Linked DNA regions of Zea mays: region 1 is linked to region 2. The links are chromatin contacts, called in public Hi-C maps. All regions are on one chromosome and are shown on one strand. Each heading gives the region's core, a stretch centred on a gene start, on an enhancer-like site or on the middle of the called end of the contact. The rest is flanking DNA. Distances are from core to core; before and after follow the strand shown.

The links. A called contact is a pair of places that touch in the nucleus more often than the background predicts.
Region 1: a Hi-C map of endosperm shows a contact between it and region 2, with 2.8 times the contacts expected there. The contact joins the promoter of LOC103654795 here to the promoter of LOC100193694 in region 2. A contact is called at or near these places in 3 of 25 Hi-C or Micro-C datasets (ear, endosperm and tassel).

What each region holds. Positions count from the first base shown.
Region 1 is chr4:238,384,742-238,390,361 of Zm-B73-REFERENCE-NAM-5.0, reverse strand. LOC103654795 (probable serine/threonine-protein kinase SIS8) reads right to left here and starts at 3,624. Exons shown (of 12, transcript XM_008681611.3): 1 at 2,477-3,624; 2 at 1,303-1,406; 3 at 265-1,067. The coding sequence starts at 3,346.
Region 2 is chr4:237,919,761-237,926,076 of Zm-B73-REFERENCE-NAM-5.0, reverse strand. LOC100193694 reads right to left here and starts at 4,824. Exons shown (of 15, transcript NM_001358863.1): 1 at 4,481-4,824; 2 at 2,676-2,779; 3 at 2,503-2,598; 4 at 1,152-1,271; 5 at 566-769; 6 at 296-387. The coding sequence starts at 4,616.

The DNA.
Region 1 (5,620 bases), core at 2,375-4,874, 470 kb before region 2:
AAATCATCAAAATGGTGGTGAAGTCAAAGGAAATGGTACCACTAATTTGTAGTAAGAGAGAAAAAATAAACAGATAATTATTGTGAATCATATTTAGCAAACATCGAAAATTTAATAATTATAAAGCTTGGGTTTGCAGTTAAATAGAAAAATTACTCTTGACACTGGTGGAAAGCAGTATTTTATCTTCAAGAAGGTCTCTAATTCTCTATCAACTAGGACTTCACTGCCTTACTGGTAAAGGGCTATGAATAAGGCACATACCTAAACCAATACGTTCTCCAATATCAAGATCTTCCCATGGTATTTCGTATTCAGCGATATCATCTATAACAGAGCTGATCGTTTTTACACTAGACCAACTCAACGTGTCCAAATTTCCATTGCTACTTCCTGACATGTTCACCAAAGAACCAGCAACCATTTGATCCTCATTGGAAATAACACTAGCAGTATGACCATGCAAATCCAAATCTCTGATGGCTGCTTCTGTATTTTCTGCACGGGGTTGTTCATCTTCATCAGGCGATGACGAATCTTTAGCTACAAAAGCATTTGGCAAATTTTGTGTTGTTTGAGCAACTAATAACCATCCTGTACTCTCTTTCTCGTGAATGTCATGATTATTTTGATCAGATAATAAATCCGAGGGTAGCAATGCACCACTCTCCAAAAGTAAGTCATGCAAATTTTGTGCAAACTGTGGGTCCACTACTTCAGGCACAATATACTTGGAAACATCATCGACCTTAACATGCTCAGAAATATCCCCATCATTTTTTTTCTCAGAAACAACATTTTGTTTAAGTTCTGTCTGAGATAAATCTCCCAGGTGTGAACTCGTGAGCGCTAAAATAGAACTGTGACCAGATGAGCATCCTCCAATAGTATTTTTGTTCTCATATCCACCATTAATCTGCTCAAGGGCTAAGCACAATTCTGCTACACTCTCTTCAATGGCATCACTGCTCAATTGGCTATTGTTGGAGTCCTGAAACTGACTCCCAGAAATGTCTGAAGGGATTAAGGTGCCTGGAGCTCCCATCAAATCAATAATATATTCCATGCTGCAAGAATTACAGTACATAAGGTTAATAGTTGTGAACAATATCAAAATATTCAGTGCTGCAACAGTTTATTTCTCTTTCTTTTCCCTTTTTGTTGGTCACTCATGTTTTTGAAATGACTGGTAGCCTACCAACTTGCTTGGGACTAAAAGGCTTTGGTGTTTTCATTGTTGTTGTCAATCTTAAACTGTGTAAGATTAATTATTTGAAAGATGGTAAAGAAACACGTATATACCTGTCAAAATCAACTTTGACCAAGTTAACAGCTCCTTCATCTGTCCCGGTATAACATATTCCTTTCAGAAGCTTACATGGTAGGTTAACTCGGTCAGCAAGTACCTGGAAACAATTTGGTTAATTGGTGTCTGCGGTATATAGTCCTACCCAAATCTCTAGTTTTAAGCAATCAAATACATTTTTTAGAAACCCTTTGATTATGTATCTAGCACACTGGTATATAGTCCTACCCAAATCCCTACTTTTAAGCAATCAAATATATTTTATGGAGAAACCCTTAGATCATGAATCCGGTGTCACAAATACCCAATCCGCTGGTGCATGTTGAATTGTTGACAAAATAGGCTGACTTCTTGAGTTGACTACAACATAGGACCTAAATAAATTATCTCGATTGCAACACGTTAGTGCTACACCATTAACCATAAAAATTCATAACTAGAAGTGTTTCTAGCAACAAAGCTAGGAACACAAAACACATTGTGTTCAAACCTTCTACAAGTAACATCAATCCTGCACGACAATTATGGCAGCAGGCCATTGGCCACAGAATGACACAAACAACACATACAAGCACTCTTCTTCATCTTTCTCATTCTCAAACATCTTCTCCTGTATGCGCTCCTGTATGCCAACAATGCTGATAATCTAACACAGCTACCTGCAACCTTATCATCTCAGTCCACCACCACTGACCAAAGACTAGTCAGCAGCCACAGATTAAAGCTACCAACCCTGGGATGTAACCTTTGTTTGAAAAAACTTTCTATCCTACTATTTAAATTCTTAAACCCAAAGTTTGCATGACAGTTATATGCAATCCCATTTGAAAAGATTACACTCAAATTGTAAGTTCACACCATGAGTGGGACAATGTTTAGAAAAGATATACACAAAGGGTCGATCATAAGTCTGAGAAACCAAATTGAAGTTCTATTCTTTTGCCTTGAATCTTCCTAGCGTTCAAATATAATGATTGGAAAGAGTAAATGTATAGGAATGACAATAGTTGTGCACGAAGCACCAAACGTGTCATAAGTTAACGATCCAGATATAATCATATGACAAGATGGGAACTATTAGCATCCTTCCATATACTCTTTTGCTATCTAATATCATAAGATAACTATCAGATTAACCATAGACATGATGCAGGATGTTAAGTCACTAACCTTAAATAGCAGTGATCTGTGCCGCGACAGCCCAACCCGAAGCGAGCCAAGTGGAAGAACGACACTGTTTAGCTGGAGAGAGAGCTCGTGGCTCTTGATGCTCCACTCCCTGTTCATACCATCAGCATCCTCAACCAGACCGCCCATCGCATTAACAATGAGACCCACAATCTTCTGCGCAAGCTCAGCTGAAGCAGCACCACCATGTCCTGCCCTAGTCTGCGCAGCAATCTGTGCAGCCCTATCTTCCAGTCGTTTTAGGGCAGGGTCGTGCTCCCGATCCACCAAAATGGCCAGGAACGGGGCATCACGCCCAAGCGGGACAGCCCTGAGGTATTCGAGCGAGGGGAATTTGGCCTGGAATCCGGGATGCAGCTGCGCGCCACAGACGTCGTAGAAGCCATCGGGGAGCTGCTCGTCGTAGTTGACTACGCTGTGGTTCCAGTACCTCGCGGAGAGGGCCTCCGCGGGGCTCCGGTCGTGTCCGGACCCCGCGCCGGCCCCGAGGCTGATGAGCTCTGCCGCGCGGATCTGGACGGAGTCCGCGTCGACGAGCCCCGCGTGGTCGGACGCGGAGATGGCGAGCGCGAGGCGCACCTGGTAGTCCTCTTCCAGCCGCGTCGTGGCCGCCTCCGCCTCGAGGCCTCTAGGCTCCTCCACCGCGGGGGCGATCGACACAGCCGCGGCAGGAGTAACCGCCGGTTGCGGCGGCTCGGGGGCCGCTACCGCCGCCCCCGGCGGCGGCGGCGTCGGATGCCCCGAGCGGCGGTGCCTCGAGCGGTGGTGGTCGGGCGCCGCGCCCCCGGCCCCGGCCCCGGCGGGGCCCCCGGCGAGGTGGAGCTTGCGTAGCAGGTGTTTCATGCGGGACATGGGCGGCAGCGAGGCAGGCCCCGAACCCCCCCACGCCTCCTCTCCTCTTCCGGCGCCGGTCCAATCCGATCCGATCCGATCCGAGGCAGCTGCTGAATCGCGCTAGGAATTGTCGGAGGCAGATTTTTCAATCGCTTCGAGCGATCTACCTATCCATTCGTGACCTGTGGGTTTTTTTATTATTATTTTTGTATTCTGTTGGGGGCGTCGTCGTGGATGCTTCGCGCTCGGGTTCGACGCGGCTGGAAGAGGAAGGTACACGCAGCGGCGAAGACAGCCGACAGGGAGCACCAATACCTTGCTCTCTCATTGCGTTTATTGTTTATTCTATTACTAGGTGGATGCCCGTGCATTGCAACGGGAAGATAAAATACCATGATAACTCATGTATAAATGTGCTATAATATTATAGGAAAAGATTTCATAATTTATTTGTGATCCTACCCATACATTAATATACAAAAACACTAATTATTATTCTATATTTTTGTTAGTATCACTAAAAGTAGATGTTTACATACCTTAAAAGATATAGGTGTATATTCGTCTTTTGCTATGGAATCAATATGATAAGATACATTGATATGCAAAAATACTAATTATTATTCTATACTTTTGTTAGCATCACTAAAAGACAGTCCTGCCACATCAAAGTATTCCTGCAGATAAAATCAGTTGGCCTAAATAACATAAATCTCGATGCAACTGTTAACATCCTTACCACGTGTAGAACATCAATGCTGACAGAATCTGGTGCAACACCCTCCATTCCCACAAGCAAAACGTTGCCTGAACCTTCCCCAGTTGCCTTGTTGTTGACAATCTCCTGTCTATTTGAGTACTGAAGGTATACATTTTTCCCTCTTACCTGTGCTGGCTCTGTTGACGAGGCGTAATATGATATCATGGCAATAGCTTGATTTTGGTCGCCCTGCAAAACAATAAAAGGAATTAAAAAGAACATGCAGTCACATATCACAACTGTTTCACCAGACGATAAATCATCCCCCCCTCCAAGACAAATTTCCATAGATATTTCAGTGGTCTCACTTCTATTTACCAAAAATGAAGTCCATGATAATATAATCATGGGGTTTTTTCTTGTGCCAAGACTTCATAATGGGGTTAAGATTGTTATTTTTCACCACATATCATAGAACCTAGGCAACAAGAAACAGAGAGAGGGGGGTACAACCATTACTAATCGCAGTCAAATCGAATTGGTCAGTTCCAAATTCCAATGACAAACATCCTATGCAACTGGCACATCCAACTGGCTGATTTAAGTAACAACAACATGAGCCAGAGAACATAGCTTCTCCCCCAAAACTAACTGGATAACTAATGTACTGTATATTACAACCACTTTGCCACAATTCAGTACTAATGATCCGGAAGTCCGATCTACATAGTCTGATACTCTGGTTCTGACATCTCCGTGTCCACCAGACAGACAAGTGGCTGGCCAATACGAGTCAGGCTTGCTAACATAAGCAGGAGGGAAAGCTGGTAGTACTCGCGAATTCGATGAATGCCTGATTGTGGTTCGTATACACCACATACCATAGTGACATGGTGCCACCCAACCTCAGAATCCCATATCCAGTTTTGTGAGGATCAAACAGCACACGCTCTTCTAATCGCCTTGTGATGATATAAAATAAATTTCTTACTGCACATTCGCGTTGCATCGAATCCTTATCGTTTTCTGTTTTTGTTTTGCCCATTTTTTCGCTGGCGATTTATGCCATCACATCTGGCGCTGCTGTCGTGCCTGCTGGTACTGCTCCTCTCTTTCGACAAGTTCCTCTTCCACTACCTGAAGCGCCGCTGGTTCTCCGGCGGCAGCGGCGCCACCGTCCCAAGGGCCCCCGCCAAGTGGAGCGAGACGGTCATGCTCGTTATTGACATGCAGGTCTGGTTTCTTCTCCCTCTTTCTCCACGTCTCGCGTGGGAGCTGTTTCGGTTTCTTGATTTTGAGTTGATTCTGGGCTGGCTCCTGACGGTTTTGTGTTTGCTGGAATTGATGGCTCCATCCAGAAGGACTTCGTGGACCCGGCGATGTGCAGCCCGATGCTGGTGGCCGGTGGCGAGGCCGTTGCCGGGGTCGTCGCCGTCGCAAGGGAGCGCGGCATTTTCGTCGTCCCTGCCGTTGCCGGTGGCGAGGCCGTCGCAAGGCTTCGACGAATTCGATGGTGTTGACGACCTTGCCGAAGGGGGTCCCCAGCTCGACCAGCTCCTCTAGAGTGCAGTCCCACGGCAGATTCCGCAGAT
Region 2 (6,316 bases), core at 3,575-6,074:
GAGCCAACCAAGTTCAATTGTGTCAAGAGTCATTTAAGCAAACCAACCTTTGATAGTCACGGATTCCATTTTTTCCAGTTTAACACTGGTAAGATATTGTGCTTAATTTTATATAAGTATGTTAAACTGAGAGGTCAAGGCAAATATGTCAAAAAAAGAGTATGCACTTAAAAGCAGATCCAACAAACAATATCTTAAGATAACAATGAGACAAGGAAACTGGACATTTGTACAACAAGATCATATCGTTTTGCAGATTTTATTAGATATCCATAATATCATGAAGGAAACTAACCTATTATTTGAAATGGAATTAATATGGTAGTCATGGGCATGGGCATATACACGTCTGCTTCTCGCAACATGAGTAAATTCTTGGCCTGTAACCTGCATAAATAGTAAAGGAAAGTATTCAGAATTATCACTGATATTATCTATAGTCTGTTAGAAGAATGTCTAGTTCTCTGTCACAAGGGGAAAAACTACTGTGTTGTACATGCAAGCAATGCTAATTCCTCATGTTGTACAACCTAGAGATGATAGATGAAGTGGGTTTAAGTACTACCACCACAGGCAAACGCAGCGATGTGCATCCTCCTGGAGGAAATGACATATTGTTGTTTGGACTGTACATTTTTCCTGTGCATCCACCATTTGGAAGAAGAGCTCTGCAACTACTGGTACCCGGACTTGAAGTTGAACCATTGTCTGAACTTTGGGAGGTGTCCAAATTCATCACTGAAACGCGTTTCACCTTTTTCTCTTGAACCTATAGAATACCATTACGTAATCATGCTCACTTTCAAACAATGAGAAAGTCTAAAAAGACAAGCAATACCATTGAGCTGTAAAGAAGACAAATCATAATTTGATTATGTTTGTAAACATAAGAAATTAAGGATACAAAACACTTGCTCTTTAATTAAAGCAGCAAGAATAAACAGATAAGTTCATGAATATATTCCTTCTCAGAAAAAAGACTGGGAAAAACTATGTAAACCTGCATTAAGGTGACATGAATATGTGACTATATAATGGGTACAACACCTAAACACCAAGGCATAACAGGTCTAGTCTAGTTAAACAAAGGATGACCTATGAAGTTGTAAACATATGAAAGTAAACCAACGAGCAACCTCTTTTATACATACCTTCCAATACTTGATTGTTTTGTCATTTGTAGACAAGAGAAAGAGTGCATTGTTGGTTGTTTGGCACCACTTGATCTTGTTAATCTTCTCTTCTATTTCCAAACTTTTTAGGTAGTCAAACTACATGCATTGCACAGAAGTCAGAAAAAAATATTCACAATTTCACATATTCCAGTATATAACTACAGCTTCACTTGGGAGTGTCATTTGGACTATGTATGGTTTTTTATTGTCTTTTCTGGTAAGCTAATCTGCACTATTTTTTTGGAGCTCATACTCTCTCCCTCCAAAGTGTCATTAAAAACTTGGATACAAAGTCCAAAGTACAAACTACCCCCTCCATTCCAAATTATAAGTCACTTTAGCTATGTCCAAAGTCAAACTTATGTAACTTTGACCGAGTTTATTGAAAAATACACCAACACCTACAAAATCAAATTAGTTTCATTAAATCCACCATGAAATGTCTTGACTATTGATAGTGCATTTATTTGGTATTGTAGATACTAATATATTTTTCCCAGGTTTAACTTAGAAGCTAAGGTGACCTACAATTTGAAACTGAAGGAGTATAAGATTAATGATCTAGAAAGCGTTGTTAGAGATTGTTGACGTCTCTGTGTGATACAATAAACTGGTCATCAATGCCATGCTAATATGCTACAGAAAATAAAAAAGGAAACATTAAAGATATTGTTTCTCATAAGAAAAATACTAGTATTACTTCAAATTTTTTAGAACAAAATTGAAAGTACAAGTACTAATCTTATGTGGCTGAACTATTACAGTGCAAATTAGTAATCAAAAGTCAAATGGGTTGATACAAGCATCCTAAAACGGCGCTTATTCCTGGATAACGTATTCAAAACTTGCATTGCAGACATGTTGTAGACAATTATCTACATTTCACAATTAACAATGTAAATGCTTGCTTTTAAAATGTCACAACTGAACTAAAGTTTACCACTGAGCAACAAATAGTTCATTTGATAAATTAGACTTGGCAGTTAGAATGTAAAACTGGAAAAGGAAAAAAATGGCATTTCTGAGTACCAAGTAATCTATGGAAGAGAACATAGTGAATGGACATGAATTCAAGATGCAATTTCCTCCAATTTTATTATGTATTAAAGTTCATCGATCCTTTAAATTTGAACACATAATTAATGATTTTCATATAAATTTGACACATAATAAAGAATGCAGCAATATTTGAAGTTTCCTTTCCATCACAACTCCTGCGAAAATAATCCAAGCTAGATATGGCTCAGTGCCTCAGTCACAAGAAGTCAATTGACACTCATGAACAAATTGTTACTATCGGTCTATCGCCAATTTAAGACCCACGTACCTCAGGTTCATGACTCTGAAATTCGGTCTTGTAACGGAACTCAGGATGCCTAGAAACAAGATATTCTTGCCTCTCAAGTTCTCCTCGACAAGCATTCTGCACATACATTAGCACTATGGGCACACGAGATTTAAGCAAGAAAGATTATAGAACTTATATAGTGTAGCACTTACATCAGCAATGTCTGTTCTTTCGAACAAAACCACACGTCCACCTCTATCTCCAGTAGCAAGATGATTCCCAGATTTGTCAAACTCAATTGCAGATATTATGTCCACTGAAACATGTAGCATACTGATCAAGATACAAACTGATTTAGCTGGCGAACAAATCAAGCCGACACAACAAATATCAAGTGAAATGAACAAGACACTAAATAGAAGCCGGCAGGCAGTAACGCAGCACAGCGATGAGTTGATCAGAACGGGAAAGAAGAGGAAAGAAGAAGCAAGTTTAAGATCGATGCCAGAAAAGGAAACCATGCACCCCCGCACTTCCTTGCCCGGCAGGCTTGGCCTGGGAAAACACTTAAGTGTGCCCTATGCTCCTAATGGGAGGCTGCACATGGAAATAACAGTTACATTTTTGAAACAAGAGCATGATCAAGCAATGTAAGCAGACAGCAAGGCTGGAACAGAAATTACATGACATGTATCTACCCTCAAACTAATGTATGTAGGAAAGGGGATATCAAACACCTTGATCAACCTTTTCATAATCATAACAATGTTTACATGATAAAGTGCAAAGACCTAAGGGTCGTATAAACAAATATACCTCACTATTCCGCGACAAGCACTATTCAAAGATCTAAGAGAACTATACAGCTATACCTCACTATTTCTAAATGAGTACTAATAAAAAACACCTTTTCAATACAAAATCATAGATGAACTGAAAATCCACATGAAAAGTCAATATATTGCAATACGTGCATGCCTATATTTAGTAAATGATCCGGAGGAAGTCAGGTAAACTGACAGATTGTTTGTACACTTGGCACACTTCTGAACCCTACCAAATATGAAATGCTCAGAATGTTAAGAGACAGCTTAAGCTTAAAAGGACACTACAGAAGGCATACAGATCAGAAGCAATGACAGCCTCAAGCTACAAACAGAAGTTTTCAAAAGATTGAAATACTGTAGACAGAAGCCAAAAGCTCATAAATCATTTGCCAAGATAATCCCAAGAGCAGGCAAAAATCTCGAGGAAACAAAAATCAACAACCCCAAGTCCTCAACAAATTATGAAAAAAGGTTTAAGTTTAAGACCCTCCAAGGCATCAGCATAAAAGCAATGACAGCCCCAGCTACAAAAAAAAGTTTCTAAAGATTAAAACTACGGTAGACAGATGCCAGAAGCGCATATATTATCTGCTAGATAATCCCATGAGCTAATGAAAACCTCGAGGAAATGAAAATCAACTACCAGAAGCCCTCAACAAATTATGAAAAAAAGTTTAGCTTTTGGACCCTCCACTGCCACACCTATATAACAACGGCAATATTTTCAATAAATCCATTCTGCTTTCTAACTTTAATGCATATCCCAACACATATAGACATTTGCCAAATACTGAAGCACAACTACCAGAGTACCGATCTGTTGGAGCTAAATTACACGACAAAGACCACCACATGAAGTAGTTGCTCGAACCAGACACAGTAGAGAAACCTCAACATGTCGAGGTGTAAGGAGTAATAAACAGTCCTGAATCCCTATTAAGACACTGCGCATAGCACTTCCTCCGACTCGAACAAGTCAAACGCTTCAACACCCAAACCACCGTAAAAGCCAGCCACGACCCATTGGGTTTAGCGGCCCAAGGAACCCCCGGCGATCCCCGGACACCCGTGGCGACGAAAGGGATGGTTCCGCTAAACCTCTCCGGAACACACCGGACCGACCAAATCTCGCGAGGGAACGACGGTACTGGGCCGATCCGAAGAGGCCAGCGGCCGGTTGAATTTATTACCATCTTGCACATCTTCTCCCGCGGCGCGCTCGCCGAAGACCTGCGCAAACCGCCACTCCAGCGGCTGCGGCTGCGGCTGCGCCGCCGCCGCAGCGGGCTCAGGGCGGTCGTCGGGGGACTTGGGCTCCCGCTCCATGACGCCGCCTCCGCCGCCGTCACGACACCATGGCGGCGCGGGATCTCGGTGGGGAGGGATCTCGGGCTGGGAGAGAAGGTCCCCGAGAGCTGGGTAGGGGAAAGGCGGGCGGCGGGGAAAGGCGGGCGGCGGGGATCGATGGGGTAGGGGACTCGATTCGGGGCTCGGGCGTGCTGGCGTGGGGAGCAGAGCGCGTGCTGCTGCTGAGTGGGAAGGAGCGTGCGAGCGGGGGCGCCGTGTTTACCGTATCGATACCAAAACACTATTTCATACATACAATGTTACCTTGTTTATAAAGTTAAACCAGTCAGTTGCTCGTGCGTTTCGACGACTTACAACAACATTCACGTAAATTATTCATCAAAAAAAATTTCAAGATTTTTATTGATTGTCTCCACTCTTTATATGATATTTTTTTATTTGGCTAACTGATGTTATTGTTTACTCCATACAATATGTTTTGGTACAACAAGGCTAATGAAGTGAGCGATTAGAAGAGAGTTCACAACGACTGACTGGACGAATAAATATTATAAAATAACATAATTCCACCATACAAAGACCGAATAAGAGAAAGTTTGTGAGCTCAAGTTTCTAAAATAAATCACATGAAGTCAAACTTATAAAAAAGATAGATCAAAATATGGAGTGATTGCTAAAGTCAGACATCAATAAAAATTTGATGTGCTACATATAAATTATGCTAATTCGTAGCAATTACTAACGCTTAAAACCAACAAATACTCTTTCATTTTGTCGTTAGTGTGACAAATCATTGTTGCTCCATCTAATTCAGCAACCTCAAACAACATGTAGTCCATTGCGCCAATGTGGTCTCAGAAACGACCTAATGTTTGTAAGAGCCAAGAACGTCATGTCGTGCTTGGGCTGTAGCCTCGGCGTGTAGTGCTAGCCTGGCCCGACACGATTATTTTTTTATTTTACAAAAAACGTATATACATATATACAATTTATATTCAATAGTAAAAACATCTTAGCATGATGTTCTACTGGTTAGACAGATTCAACCAGTATCTCATATCCTTCTTCCATCAGGGCATGGGTTTGAACCCCACCTCCTACACCGTTTTTAACATTTTACGCTGATTTAATTAAATGGGCCGACGGGCTAACGGGCTGGCCCGACACAGTCAGTAGGCCGGCATGACGTGCCTGGGCCATAGTTGTCGCCCGCGTGCGGCCCGTGCTGGGCGTCGTTTGGCCATCTATAGACGTGCAGTGGATTAATTTAAAATAGTTGTGAGGGGTTATTTGTAAAAAGATGACGCAGGACGACCGTTGAAACTGGTGCTTTAAGTATAGTATAGATATGATAGGATAGAAAATATAAGATAGAATATAATGTTTATAAACTTAAATAAAATAAAATAAAATAAAATAAAATAAAATATATCTTGAGTAAGTTGTTGAAGATAATATAACATCTTTTCTAGTTCTTTAAAAACTCTCTAAACTTATTGTTGAGGCATACATTGTCGAAGGTCCTCAAAATACCTGTATTACGTAATCAAATGTGTTCCATGTGTATAATGAATGCTTTCGACTGTTTCAGGTGTGTAATTCAGGCTAGACGAAGCTGGTCATCAGCTAAAGCAACGTGAAGACAAGCTTCATCTATACGCACAAGCAACGAAGATGTGTGTCGAGGTAGCCAGCCGCTGCGGGAAAGAGGTCTCGGA